2 separate regions of the Mus musculus genome follow, and region 1 is linked to region 2. The links are chromatin contacts, called in public promoter capture Hi-C maps. All regions are on one chromosome and are shown on one strand. The core of a region is the stretch at or near the end of the contact, and the rest is flanking DNA. Distances in the headings are between cores, read along the strand shown. Region 1 holds the start of Dpagt1 (dolichyl-phosphate (UDP-N-acetylglucosamine) acetylglucosaminephosphotransferase 1 (GlcNAc-1-P transferase)). Region 2 overlaps Gm30015 (a long non-coding RNA gene).

What was found. Promoter capture Hi-C pulls out the DNA fragments that hold promoters and counts their contacts.
Region 1: a promoter capture Hi-C map of embryonic stem cells shows a contact between it and region 2, with 4 times the contacts expected there. The contact joins the promoter of Dpagt1 here to the enhancer-like site in region 2. A contact is called at or near these places in 7 of 39 promoter capture datasets (the 3T3-L1 cell line, the SN4741 cell line, embryonic stem cells and 4 more).

Annotation. Positions count from the first base shown.
Region 1 is chr9:44,322,532-44,328,677 of GRCm38.p6, reverse strand. Dpagt1 (dolichyl-phosphate (UDP-N-acetylglucosamine) acetylglucosaminephosphotransferase 1 (GlcNAc-1-P transferase)) reads right to left here and starts at 1,863. Exons shown (of 9, transcript NM_007875.3): 1 at 1,473-1,863; 2 at 1,006-1,126; 3 at 512-725. The coding sequence starts at 1,639.
Region 2 is chr9:43,726,890-43,732,562 of GRCm38.p6, reverse strand. All of the region lies in intron 2 of Gm30015 (a long non-coding RNA gene), which reads left to right. Among named protein-coding and RNA genes, the nearest start is that of Gm30015, 8.7 kb to the left of the region's middle. Within about 2 kb of position 1,747, at least 33 of the 459 cell types and tissues checked have an H3K27ac peak or open chromatin away from gene starts, as enhancers often do. A contact at or near this core is called in embryonic stem cells, where this site is marked.

The sequences.
Region 1 (6,146 bases), core at 614-3,113, 600 kb before region 2:
TGGGAATTGAACTTAGGACCTCTGCTCTCTCAGGTCAACCCTGTTCCCTCAGTCCCTGCTTGCTATGGCCCAAAGATAAGTACACTGTAGCTGTCTTCAGACACACCAGAAGATGGTGTCAGATCTCATTACAGGTGGTTGTGAGCCACCATGTGATTGCTGGGATTTGAACTCCAAACCTTCGGAAGAGCAGTCAGTGCTCTTACCCGCTAAGCCATCTCATCAGCCCTATGACCCTGTTTTGTTTTTTTGTTTTTGTTTTTGTTTTAAATACAAAACAGAGACAGGAAAAGCTTTGATAATAAGTCTTAGTGCAAGCATGACTTCCTTGAAACAGGAAGGAAATAAGAGATAGGGAAGAAGGAGGGAAAAGAGAGAAAGTAGATACAAGGACAGAAAAGAAATGGTTGATGGGGATATGGACCACCAGGAGGGGTCCTCTATTGGGACCTCAGAGGCAAGGGTACCAGAAAGTAGGTGCCACAGGGGCAGTAGTGGCAAGGTTACTCACCCAAGTCCAAATGCAGGCCCAGAATCCAGCGGAAGGGCTTGGGCACCACGATGGTTGTATTGCCAAAGTTTGTGAAGTAGACCATGAGGAGAGGTAGTGAGGCAGCTGTGGGCAGCAGCAGCTTGTGGCGCCAGCGGAGATTGAGGACATCATCAGCAAACCCCAGGAAGATCATGCAGCAGATGGCAAGGAGGGCACCTATTAGGGCCACAAACTGGGGGAGAAGTGGGCACGTAATGACTCACACCTACTTCTACTCTGTCAAGAATTCCTGTCTTTTCCATTTTTTTTTTCGGAGTTGGTGATTGAACGCCGGGTCCTTGCACATACTCACATACTGAGAAAGCGCTCTACCACCGAGCTATATCACCAGTCCAAGAATTCCTGTCTCTATGGTTGTGGCCACAAGCATCCTTTTCCCAAATCCAAATAACCCCAACTCAAGTGCCCGGCCCCAGCCAGCCCGCTAATAACTTCCCCACTGGTGCACTTACTTCATGGTGGGGGAATGCCTTACACTGCTCCTCCACGAAGCAGTTCAGGAAGGGGAAAGGGATGAAGCAGAAGAGGATGATAAGGAAAACAGCACCGCTGATCACTCCCTGGGACTCTGGGCTGCGGCCCAGCGGGAAAGGGTGGAGGAGGAAGAAGAAAGGGGCGTGGTCACTCACAATAGTAGGGGTCCCAGTAAACCAAAGTGGCCTTCTCAGGATTTTGTTTGTTGGGGAGTAGGGAGAGCGTGCACAGGGCAAAGGATACCTACCCCTCTACAACTCCTGACACCCAACAGTTCCATTCCGTCCTTCCCAAGGATAGACAACTTTAATGACCTCCCAGAGTTCTGGGTGCCTAGGTTAGCTTTCCGGCTAGTGCAAAGCCAAGCATCTCAGTCCTTGCCCCTGTTCTGCACAATCCTGCCCCCCCCCCCCCCAACCCAGGACACTCGCGTGCGGTTACTCACATCTGCTGCTGGCTGAGCTTGTTGAGGTCCTGGCCACAGAGGCGCGCGGCGATAAAGTGGCTACGGAAGGCAGGGATGAGGGTGACTGTAGCCACGAATCCCAACAGCGAGCCGATCAAATTCACCAGCAGCGGCAGCGGCAGGGGCAACTCCGGGAAGGCCCACATGGTGACCCTCCGGTGGCCGCCGCCCCGCCGCCTACTCAGCTAACTGGTAAGCCAGGAACAATCCCGTGGCCTCGGCAGCCGGCAGTGCGGCTCCCAACCCGCAGAGGATTCCGGCGCCAGCGGGAACAAAACCCAGCTAGGACGCTAGGACCTGACCCTCCCTCCTGACCAGCAAGAAGCTCTTAGGAAGCAACCTCGGCTCTGCCCCGCTGCACCTACCCATTGTTTCCACCCGGATCTTAATTGCGAAAGAACTATCGCTGCTGAAGACCGAAGCACCATTTTTAAAACGGGCACTGTAGCCGGACCGGTAGTGTTATTTTAAACAAAGCTTTAGTTCTAAAGGAGTGGTACCATTAGCGTTTTTGAAAACTCAACTGAAGAAAATACAAGAACGTGGATACTCTCGAAACAATCATATTGTGCAGCTCAGAGTGGAAATAGGCTTTGCCCAGTTCCAACATGAACGCTTCCTCGTACCACGTGGCTGACACCGCTAGTTCTGTGGTTCCACGTCGTCTCCCTCGCAGGTCGGGTTTAAAGGGCTAGCAGCCTGAGCTTAGTCTGGGATGCCCTGGGGCTGGAAATATGGCTACTGAGAGCTGGCCGTGGTCAGGAAGAATGAGAGTGTGGAAGCACACCCGCTCTTTGCAGGAAAACTGTTGCCGACGTAAACACTGGTTCCAGAAACTCAGGAACAATCTGGAGGGTTTTTAAAACCTGGGAAGCTCAGACACTCGAAAAGCCCCTCCCGCCCTTTTTCTTGTTCATGATCCAGGTACTTTTCCCACAACCCACCCACCTTCTGCCTCCACTATAGCAGTTTGTTGCTGGGCAACCTACCGCTGCATTTCGCCAGGAGGAAACTGTTTGAGCTTTCAGGTCTTCGATTAAAGCAGGGATTAAAACTTGATGTTGGATCACAGCACTGTGCCAACGCTTTCCAAATAGACAGAAACCGACGCATTGCAAATAACTAACGAGGCAGGAGAGCTTGTCCATACCTCCAGTGAGCTTGTGGGTTTCCTCCCAGTCAAGTTTCTTCCTCCCAGTCACTTACTTGCCTTTTGACACCTGTACACGCTAGTAGTACAGCAGTTCACTGGAATATTGATCCCTTAGGTGGCAAATGTTTTCCTCAGAGAGGAATCCACCACAGAGAGTTAGGGAGTTGACAATAACATGGCGTTTTGTCCATCCCCTTTTGAATTACAGCATACTCCTAGAATCAGGGTGAAGTTGACACTACTTAGGTCAAAGAATTTCTTAAGGGCTGGAGAGTAGGCTCAGTGGTTAAGTCTGCTCTTCCGAAGGTCCTGAGTTCAAATCCCAGCAACCACATGGTGGCTCACAACCATCCGTAATGAGATCTGACGCCCTCCTCTGGTGTGTCTGAAGACAGCTACAGTGTACTTACATATAATAAATCTAAAAAAAAAAAAAAAAAAGCCGGGTGGTGGTGGCCCACGCCTTTAATCCCAGCACTTGGGAGGCAGAGGCAGGTGGATTTCTGAGTTCAAGGCCAGCCTGGTCTACAGAGTGAGTTCCAGGACAGCCAGGGCTACACAGAGAAACCCTGTCTCGAAAAACCAAAAAAAAAAAAAAAAAAAAAAAAAAAAAGAAGAAGAAGAAGAAGAACTTCTTAGGTTCCTTTTTCTGAAAGTCAGGTATTCAATGTCCATTCAACTTGGAGATGGCTCTTATTAACATTAAAAGCCCCATCTATGTCCCAAATACACTTTACTGGATAGTATAGTAAGTTTTGTTTTTCTTGTATGTGTAACACATGCAAGCCAACATCAGGGAGGCAAATGTTTTCCTCTCCTCTGGTGTCCCCTGAGGCATAGGACACAAAGAGACCTGTGTACCAGGCATCATCATGCATGATGAGTGAGTAAAAAAAAAAAAAAGAGAGAGAGGGATTGGAGTGCACGCGGATGTGAGAGGGAGGAAGGGAGGGAGGGATATTAGCTCACAACATTTCCATAGTTGGAGGGGAAGGGTCTTCCAAACTGGGAGGCTGAGCTACACAGAGCAGGTGGGGGGGAGGAGCTAATGAAATCCCCAGAGGAGGGAGCATTCAGCTATCCTGTTGATCAGGAGTAGCTGAGACTCCCTGGAGGTGTGAGGGACAGTCTGTATCTTTATTTATTTTTTTATTACTATTATTTTTATTTGGAGGCCAATTCTAATCAAGCTTCTTTTCCAAGCTGGCTTAAAGCCCTAAAATCTCTTTGTTTCTTTCTTCTCAGAGACCACTATCTCATCCACCAGCCACCTAGGAGGGGTGAGAACTTGTTTAAAGACCAGGCACTAGGGATTTATGTGTCTGGTCCATCAGAAGAGGATATGTGGATATTTGTCATATAATCTGAATCATTTTGCTTCCGGGGCGATAGTGCTCCACCTGGCTCACTTGGAATGTTGTGGCTTTCCTGGTAATGGTTGAAAGCATGGGCCTGAATCCTGAAGTGGTGTCTCTGGAACTCCCGAATCTGCTGAGTTGTCCTGTTTTCCCTGTGCCGAGTAGAGAGCACACAACTCAGCAGTCTTGAGTGCCTCCCAGCAAGCAAGGCCAACCTACTATTAAATCAACTGCCTGACAAAGCCTAGCTCAGATGCGTTTCCGGCAGTGTAAAAGGACCGTGAGAGAGCTCTGCAAAGTCTGAGGCAAGGCCTACCTGTGGCCCTGTCTTTCCCCTCTGCCATCTCTACTTTCATTCTGACTACCAAAAGTCATCAACTGGAAGTAAAACCTAACATTGCCCAGTCCTTTGGGCTGACACGATTTTTGAGAAGTGGAAAATAATGTAGAGAGTTGTAGTGGCCACTTGACTGGTCTAGAACTCACGATTTAGAGCAGCTTGAGCATGAACTTGTGGCAATCCTCCTGCCTCTCCCTGTATTATACACATCATCACACCTAGAGTCCTGGTCCTTCTTTTTTTTAATTTAATTTTTTACTTTATATATATATATATATATATATATATATATATATATATATATATAAATTCGAGACAGGGTTTTTCTTTATAGCCCTGGCTGTCCTGGAACTCACTTTGTAGACCAGGCTGGCCTCGAACTCAGAAATCCACCTGCTTTGCCTCCTGAGTGCTGGGATTAAAGGCTTGCCCCACCACCGCCCGGCTTTTTTTTTTTTTTTTTTTTTTTTAAGATTTATTTTATGTAAATGAGTGCTCTATCTGTATGTACACCTGCATGCCAGAAGAGGGCATCAGATCCCAGGATAGATGGTTGTGAGCCACTATGTGGTTACTGGGAATTGAACTCAGGACCTCTGGAAGAGTAGACAGTTGCTCTCAACCACTGAGCCATCTCCCCAGCCCCACATCCTGCTTCTTAAACTTGACTGACAACAGGAATTCTAGAGAAGTTGAAAAAGATGACCAGATATTTCTGAACAGGGCAGAGATTCCAAATAGTACTACAAATAAAGGAAGAAAAGTATGGATTCAAATGATACTGTTTTTCCTCTTTTAAGAGCTAGGTCAAAATGACCTTACAAAACGTCAGGTCAACCTGAAATTTCAAATGAGTGGTAATCATTAACTCGGTTTTATACAGCTCATGATATTTGGTCCTAATATTCCCTTTGTAGTAGATGTCTTTTCTGATTTCATTTTTGTTTGTTGTTTGTTTGAGCCTGGGTCTCTCTATGTAGTTTAAATTGGTCTTGAACTCAAAATCTCCTGCCTCTGCTTCCCATGGGCATACTGAGATCATAGGTGCGAGCCACCATGCCCTGTCCAAAGGGAAGCTCGCTTCTGAGGCTGAGTCTCAGTCACTGAGGTCCTAACTTCAGTAGGTCTCCTTTTTTCTTTCCTCCTTTCTTCCTTTTTAAAAGATTTTATTTATTTTATGTATATGAGTACACTGTAGTTGTCCTTCAGACACACCAGAAAAGGGCATCAGATCCCATTACAAATGGCTGGGAGCCACCATGTGGTTGCTGGGATTTGAACTCAGGACCTCTGGGAAAGCAGTTGGTGCTCTTAACCGCTGAGCCATCTCCCCAGCCAGATAGGTCTCCTTGATGCAGCCTTTCTCTTTTTGCAGTGCTGGGGGCAGAACCAAGGGTCTCATGCACGTTAGGTCAGGCATCTCCCACTGAGCCCTATCCTAAACCCTATCAGACTATTTTCCATTGAGACATCTTAAGAGGGGTTCTTACATATCCTGGGCTGAGCTTGAATTTACTAAGTAGACCATATGGCCAGCCTGACCTTGAACGTCTGATCTTTCTACCTTGTTTCCCCTCTTCCTGTGGGGTGAGTTACAGGTGTGTACCACCATGCCTAGTTTATGTGACGCTGGCGGTCAAACTCAGGCCTTTGTTTCTGCTAAGCCAGCACTTTACCAATTGAGCTAGGCTTCAAGCTCCTAGATAACTGAGGTAGGGGTATATGGTACACCTTTTCAATCCCAGCATTTGAGAGGCAGAGGCAGGGGGATCTCTATGAGGTCAAGAGCAGCCTGATCTACA
Region 2 (5,673 bases), core at 498-2,997:
GGTGTGTGTGTGTGTGTGTGTGTGTGTGTGTGTGTGTATCTGTCCTCCCTTGGCTCCCTCCTGCTCTGCATGCTTTCTTGCCCTTCTGTCCAGGTTCTCTGTGACTCTGGAGGCTCTGGTTCAAGGGAAGAGAGGATAAAAGGACAAAGAAGGGACATTCTCTCCCTCAGAATCCACTTGAATGTTATACTTGCTTTGGCTAAAATGAAGAAGAGATTGCAAGTCCCCAAACACCTGCCTGTCATGTTCTCTCAGACCCATTAAGAGGCCCTGAGGGCAGCTCCTTTCAAAGCATATGCAATATATATGCAGTAGGGAGGTGGCCTAATGATGGGGCCTGGAGAGTGGCTGCCACTGCTCTTCACCATGCTTGGTCACCACCTTGGACCTTGGTTTCTGCAACATGTGGCCTTGAGGGCCGCATGAGATGAGGCATGCAGAGCCTGAGAGGGCGCCTGGCATGCTGGTGAACCATACTGAGTCAGCCCTGCCCTCTGTGTTGCCAGCTTCCTGGTGAATGCCTTCACTGACAGCGCTGGGAGGCGGCCTGGAGAGAAGCATATCACCAACCAGCCTCCTGGGTGTGCCTGGCCCGGTGAGGGTGGCAAGGAGGGAGGAAGGAGGGGCAGGGAGGAGACATCTGTTTGACACTCTTGTCAGCATCCGTTACCTGGTGTGTATTTTCCCAGGAGCTGATTACATTACAGCATGTGTTGATAAACATTTGGAGTCAGAGCAGAGGGAACTGAGCGGAATGCTAAGCGGATGGTGGCATGGTCAGGAGATGCGGAGAAAGGGCTGACTTGGAAGAGCAATAGGAGATGCTAAGCACCCTGTCTGGAGCCATCTTAGCCTAGCTGGCCCTGATCTCTTGATTTCTCCCCTCCTCTGATGTTCTGGTCCTCAGGAGCAAACCATCTAGTCTTGGCCCAGAATTAGACAGCACCTACAGCAGAAGAGGGGTGGGACTCAGTCTGTCATAGATCCCAGTCCTTCTTCTGCAACAGTTTGCCTAGTGGTATTCTGGACCAATGCCTTAAACCTCCCTGAGACTCAGACGTCTCTGTTGTGGTCTTAACATCCACACTAGAGTGGAGGAAAGGCTAAAGAAGAAGCTATCCACTATGCCCTGCACATGGAGTCAGGTTCTGTACTTCTTGTTCCAGCTTACGAAGACAGCCGCCTCAGTCTAGATGTCTGGCAACCTTTCTTACCACTGCCTTGACCTAAGAGAGGCATGGCTGTTCTTCTTCCTGATACAGACTCCTCTCCTTCCAACCATGGCTAGGACTGCAACATGTACCCTAGGTTGAACATCGTGGTTATTGTCCCTGGAGATGAGCACTTGGGTTCCAGAGCACAGACTGTCAGGTCACAGAGCTTAGCTCAGGGTAGAAAGGACAGGATAACTCTTTGTAGTTTAGGAAGGACTCATCCCTCTCTGGGACCGAATCCCTAGCTTTCCCACAGGACCTTGAGTGATTGTTTCCTGTGTGCAGCTCTAGTCTCTGAAGTTGTGACTTTCTTGAGGACAAAGGCTTTGAGATCTTCAAGGAAGTGTGACTGAATCTCTTTCCAATGTAGACTTGTGCCAACTAGAACGAGTGACTTGGTAACTCTGGCTTCCAATGTCCCTCTCATTCTTCTGTGGCCACCATTTCCAGATGCTCAAATGCCTCCTCAAGCTGCTGGGCTTGCCCCAAGTGGGATGAGCACAGTGGGGTCAGCGCCATCTAGCGGATATGGGGTCACGGGGACTGCACGTCCGAGTCTTTCCCAGTGTATGGGACCCAGGACTGTACACCACTGCTTGATGGGGGGGGCGGGGGAGGGGAGGGATACTTTGGCCACTGCCTATATTGACCTTCTGTTCTTTGCGCTGATTGAGTGTACAGATGTTCCTGCAGAGAACTCTTTCCGAGTTGAGGGACACTTCGAGGGCAGTAGGCCCGAGTCCCGCACCCTGGTGTCCCAGAGGCAGCCTGTACCCCTCCCCCAACACTGCAAGTCCTACTCCCCTCTTCTCTGTGCCACAAAGAGGCCATTGATTGGCAAGAGTAGCCGGGCTATGGTAGGGAAGCCGAGGGAACAGGCACGCGTGCCCTCGTGCAACTACACACACACACACACACACATTCACATTCACGTGCTACACACGCACAATGCCTCTTTGCAGCCCCATCACTCTGCAGCAGGACAGGACAGAGTGGGAACTTGGTGTGAAGAAAGAGCTCTGCCTCGTGATAGCAGGTTTCCCGTTCCTCACCCTCCACGACTCATTTTTGTAAGCGTCTTTGGATGCATCCTTAGCACTAAACCTCCATTCTGACCAGCTAGCCACCCCCATCCCACCCCTCCCTCGCGGGCTCTCCACTCCCTGCAAAGCTTTTCAGTGGCACTTAGGAGCCCTTTTTAATACCAGGCGAAGCCCATACCTTTGGGAAAGAGGAACTGCTATGTGCAGCGGCTGCAAAGACAAATACGTTGCAGCAAAGCACATTGGCTGCTGTGGCTCACCTGGCCCTCCCCTGGGAAGCCCAGATGGTGTGGCAGGGGAGGAGAGGGGAAGAGAGGGGGAGAGCTGGGGCAGCTCCTCCTTGATGTCTTGTCTATCTCTTTAATTGGAAAACTGCCAGGGCCTAAGGATGGCACTGGATTTGTGTCTGTTTGGGGTGCTTTCTGACCCATCCACAAAGGGCTTTGTGATTCCCGCTGGGATAGCAAATCATCCACCTTCTGGGCTGGGTTTCCTATCGTTACATCTACATATTCAAAGAGCAGGCCTGGTTCTTGGACCCTGCCCCCAAGGCCTCCAGCTGGGCATCTGGGGGTCGGGGTGGGGGCAGGCAGCTGATAAGGGTGTGACGAGCTGTGGGAGTGGTAGGAAACAGGCTCCTGGACTTGGTCCTTGGTCCCTCCCTCAGCTCCTACTGGCCACCTGCCACTCATGTGTACACAGGAGTTGGCTAGGGGGAAGGGAGGGCGGGGTGCTGGCTGGCAGAGTTTATAATGTATCTTCCTGTTATTCACAGGCAGTGTGGAGGGGCCCAGAGAAGTGAAGGTGCTTATCTGAAGTCTCATAGCCAGGAAGCAGCTATGCTTCAAGTCAAAGCTAGAAAGAAGTGTGGCTCTGTCTATGTTTAATCATATATGTGTGTGTGTGTGTGTGTATACACACACATATGTATATATCACATATATACCGTATATATGTGTTATATGTATTATACTATATATGCTATATGTATGTATATATGTATATGGACTGAGGGGCAGACAGGATACTCATGTTCAGAGAATGAGTGACATCCAGAGAAAGAGTAGGCAGGCACCCACACATGTATGTTTATTTTCAACACTGTTTGTAAGAAGTCGACCTTAGTGGGTTCCTAGGAATCCCAGATAAGGAACCTTGTCAGGAATTGCCTTCTCCTCCTCCCATCCTTTTCTCCATCTCCTCTTGTTTCATTCACCCTTGTTCAGGGATGAACCCAGGGCTTCACACATGGGAAGCCAATGCTCTGCCTCCGAATGCTCCAGCCAGACCTCTCTCCTCTTTGTCCCTTCTTGTACCCCTCTCCACCTACCTCCATCATTGTCATCTTCATCTTTGAAAAAACAAACCCAAACCAAGCCAATTTAAAAAATATCTTCCTCTGTAGCGTAAGCTAGTCCAGAACTCAATATGTAGCCCAGGTTGACTTCAAACTCACAGTAATCCTTCTGCCTCTGCTGGGATTGTAGGCATGCACCACCATGCCTAGCTAAATTGAAAACCTTTTTAGCACGAGGTTTTCCCAAGCCCAGTAACTAACTCTACCTGGGAGCTGCCAGGCCAAGCAGAGTCACTACCCAGACATTACATGCGTGCTCGCTGAGGTGGTGTAGACGGAATGTGGTTGGTAGATAGGAAATAAATAGGGGCTCTGTATTTATGTTCCGTGCCAGCCACAAGTTCGGCTGTGCACGGTTCAGGGAGCTTTATGTCCAATTTTATGTCTAGACAGCGTTTGGGATGAGGTTATCACCTCTCCTCTAATTGGAGCAGGAAGGCTTCCCCGGATGCTGCTTTCGGGATGTCTCCTGCTGTCCTGGCGTTCCCATCTGTCCCCAAGAGCAAGACTTGGGGCAAGAGAACCAACAATGAAATTGTAGTCAGGATCTGTACATGTTTTTTCAGCCTTGATTTTTGTCACCAGATAGCCACATGACCTTGGATAAATCATCCTCCCTTTGGCTCTTCACTTCCTCATTTGCAGCCTAAAGGGGAAAGCTGGTTCTTCGGGTGGGTATGCCCCCTGAAGTCTGCCAAATGGGATCACTGTGTGCAGATAGGCAGGCTGTATAGTGTGCAAAGATACCCAGCCAAAGAGTAGACAGGAGCGGAATCTAGTCTGTGAGCTCATCAATCTATGTGCCCAAGTGGGCCTGCATCCACTTGGCAAAGGGAACACCTTTTCTAATTCACCTAGAGGTGCTAAATGGGCAAGTAGTGACCTTGCAGAATCCTCTCTCAGCTTGGCCTCCTGCTGGTGGAATGGGAGTGCCCTAGGGAGGGCTTTCCAGGTGAGATAGGGGTGGCAGGGGCAGATCAAGGCCAGTGGGAATATGTTAGCTTGGAGCTGAACTTCAGAGGTAAGGAAACTTGGGATAGTGAGGCCACCCAGGCTGCCAGTGTCTCCTGCATGGGTCCTTTGATAGATCCTTGTGCCTCTTGGAGCAGGGGTTTCCTGCTCTGATCTCACAGGGATTTGCTCTAGCAAGAGTAGCTTTCCACTGAGCTCTCTGCTGGAGGAGCCCTCAGGATCCTGGGGTTACTCTTTAAAGGACATCTCCTCCTCTAAGCCCCTGGATTTGGGGCCTATATTAATTCCTGTTCTCCTTCCTACAAAAAAGTACCATACAAAAGCAATAAGGAAGAAAGTATCTGTTTAGGCTCACGACTTGAGAGTGCAGTCTGCCGTGATGGCAGAGTTGGTCGTATTGAGTCCACAGTCAGTAGACACAGAGAGATGTGAATGTTGGTGTTCATCTGGCTTCCTCTCTTTGCCTTTTTTTATTCCATTTGGGACCCCAGTACATTGGATGCTGCTACCTACGTTCAGGGTGGGTCCTTTATCCTCAGTAAAACCTCTCTGGAAATGCCCTTACAGATACTCCCAAATGTTTCCTAGGTGATTTTAAACCTAGTCAAGTTGACAATGAAGATTAACCATTGCAAACCCACCCCTTGTCAACTTGATGCTCAAATATATCATTTTAAAAATCATAACATTCCACCCCTGGTCCTCAAAGCTTCATGGGAATCTCATAATAAATTGTTCAAAGCATCCTCCGAGACTCAAGGCAATCTCTTAACTGTGAGCTCCTGTGAAATAAAAAAAAAAAAAAAAGTTAATATACTTCCAACACACAGTGACACAGAATCAACATTCCTGTTTCCAAAAAAAGAGACTCGGAAGTATACCGAGGAGAGCCTGGACCAAAGCAAGACTGCGATCCAGCAGTTCAAACACTGAAACCCACAGATACACAACTTCTGGGGTTATGGTGACATCAGTTGGGCTCCCTGTGTGCAGCCTGCTTCTTTAATTCTGTTGCATGCATCACACGTAGCTACTCTCTCAGCTTGGTGCCACCTAGTTCCTATAGCTTCCCTCAGTAGACGTCCTA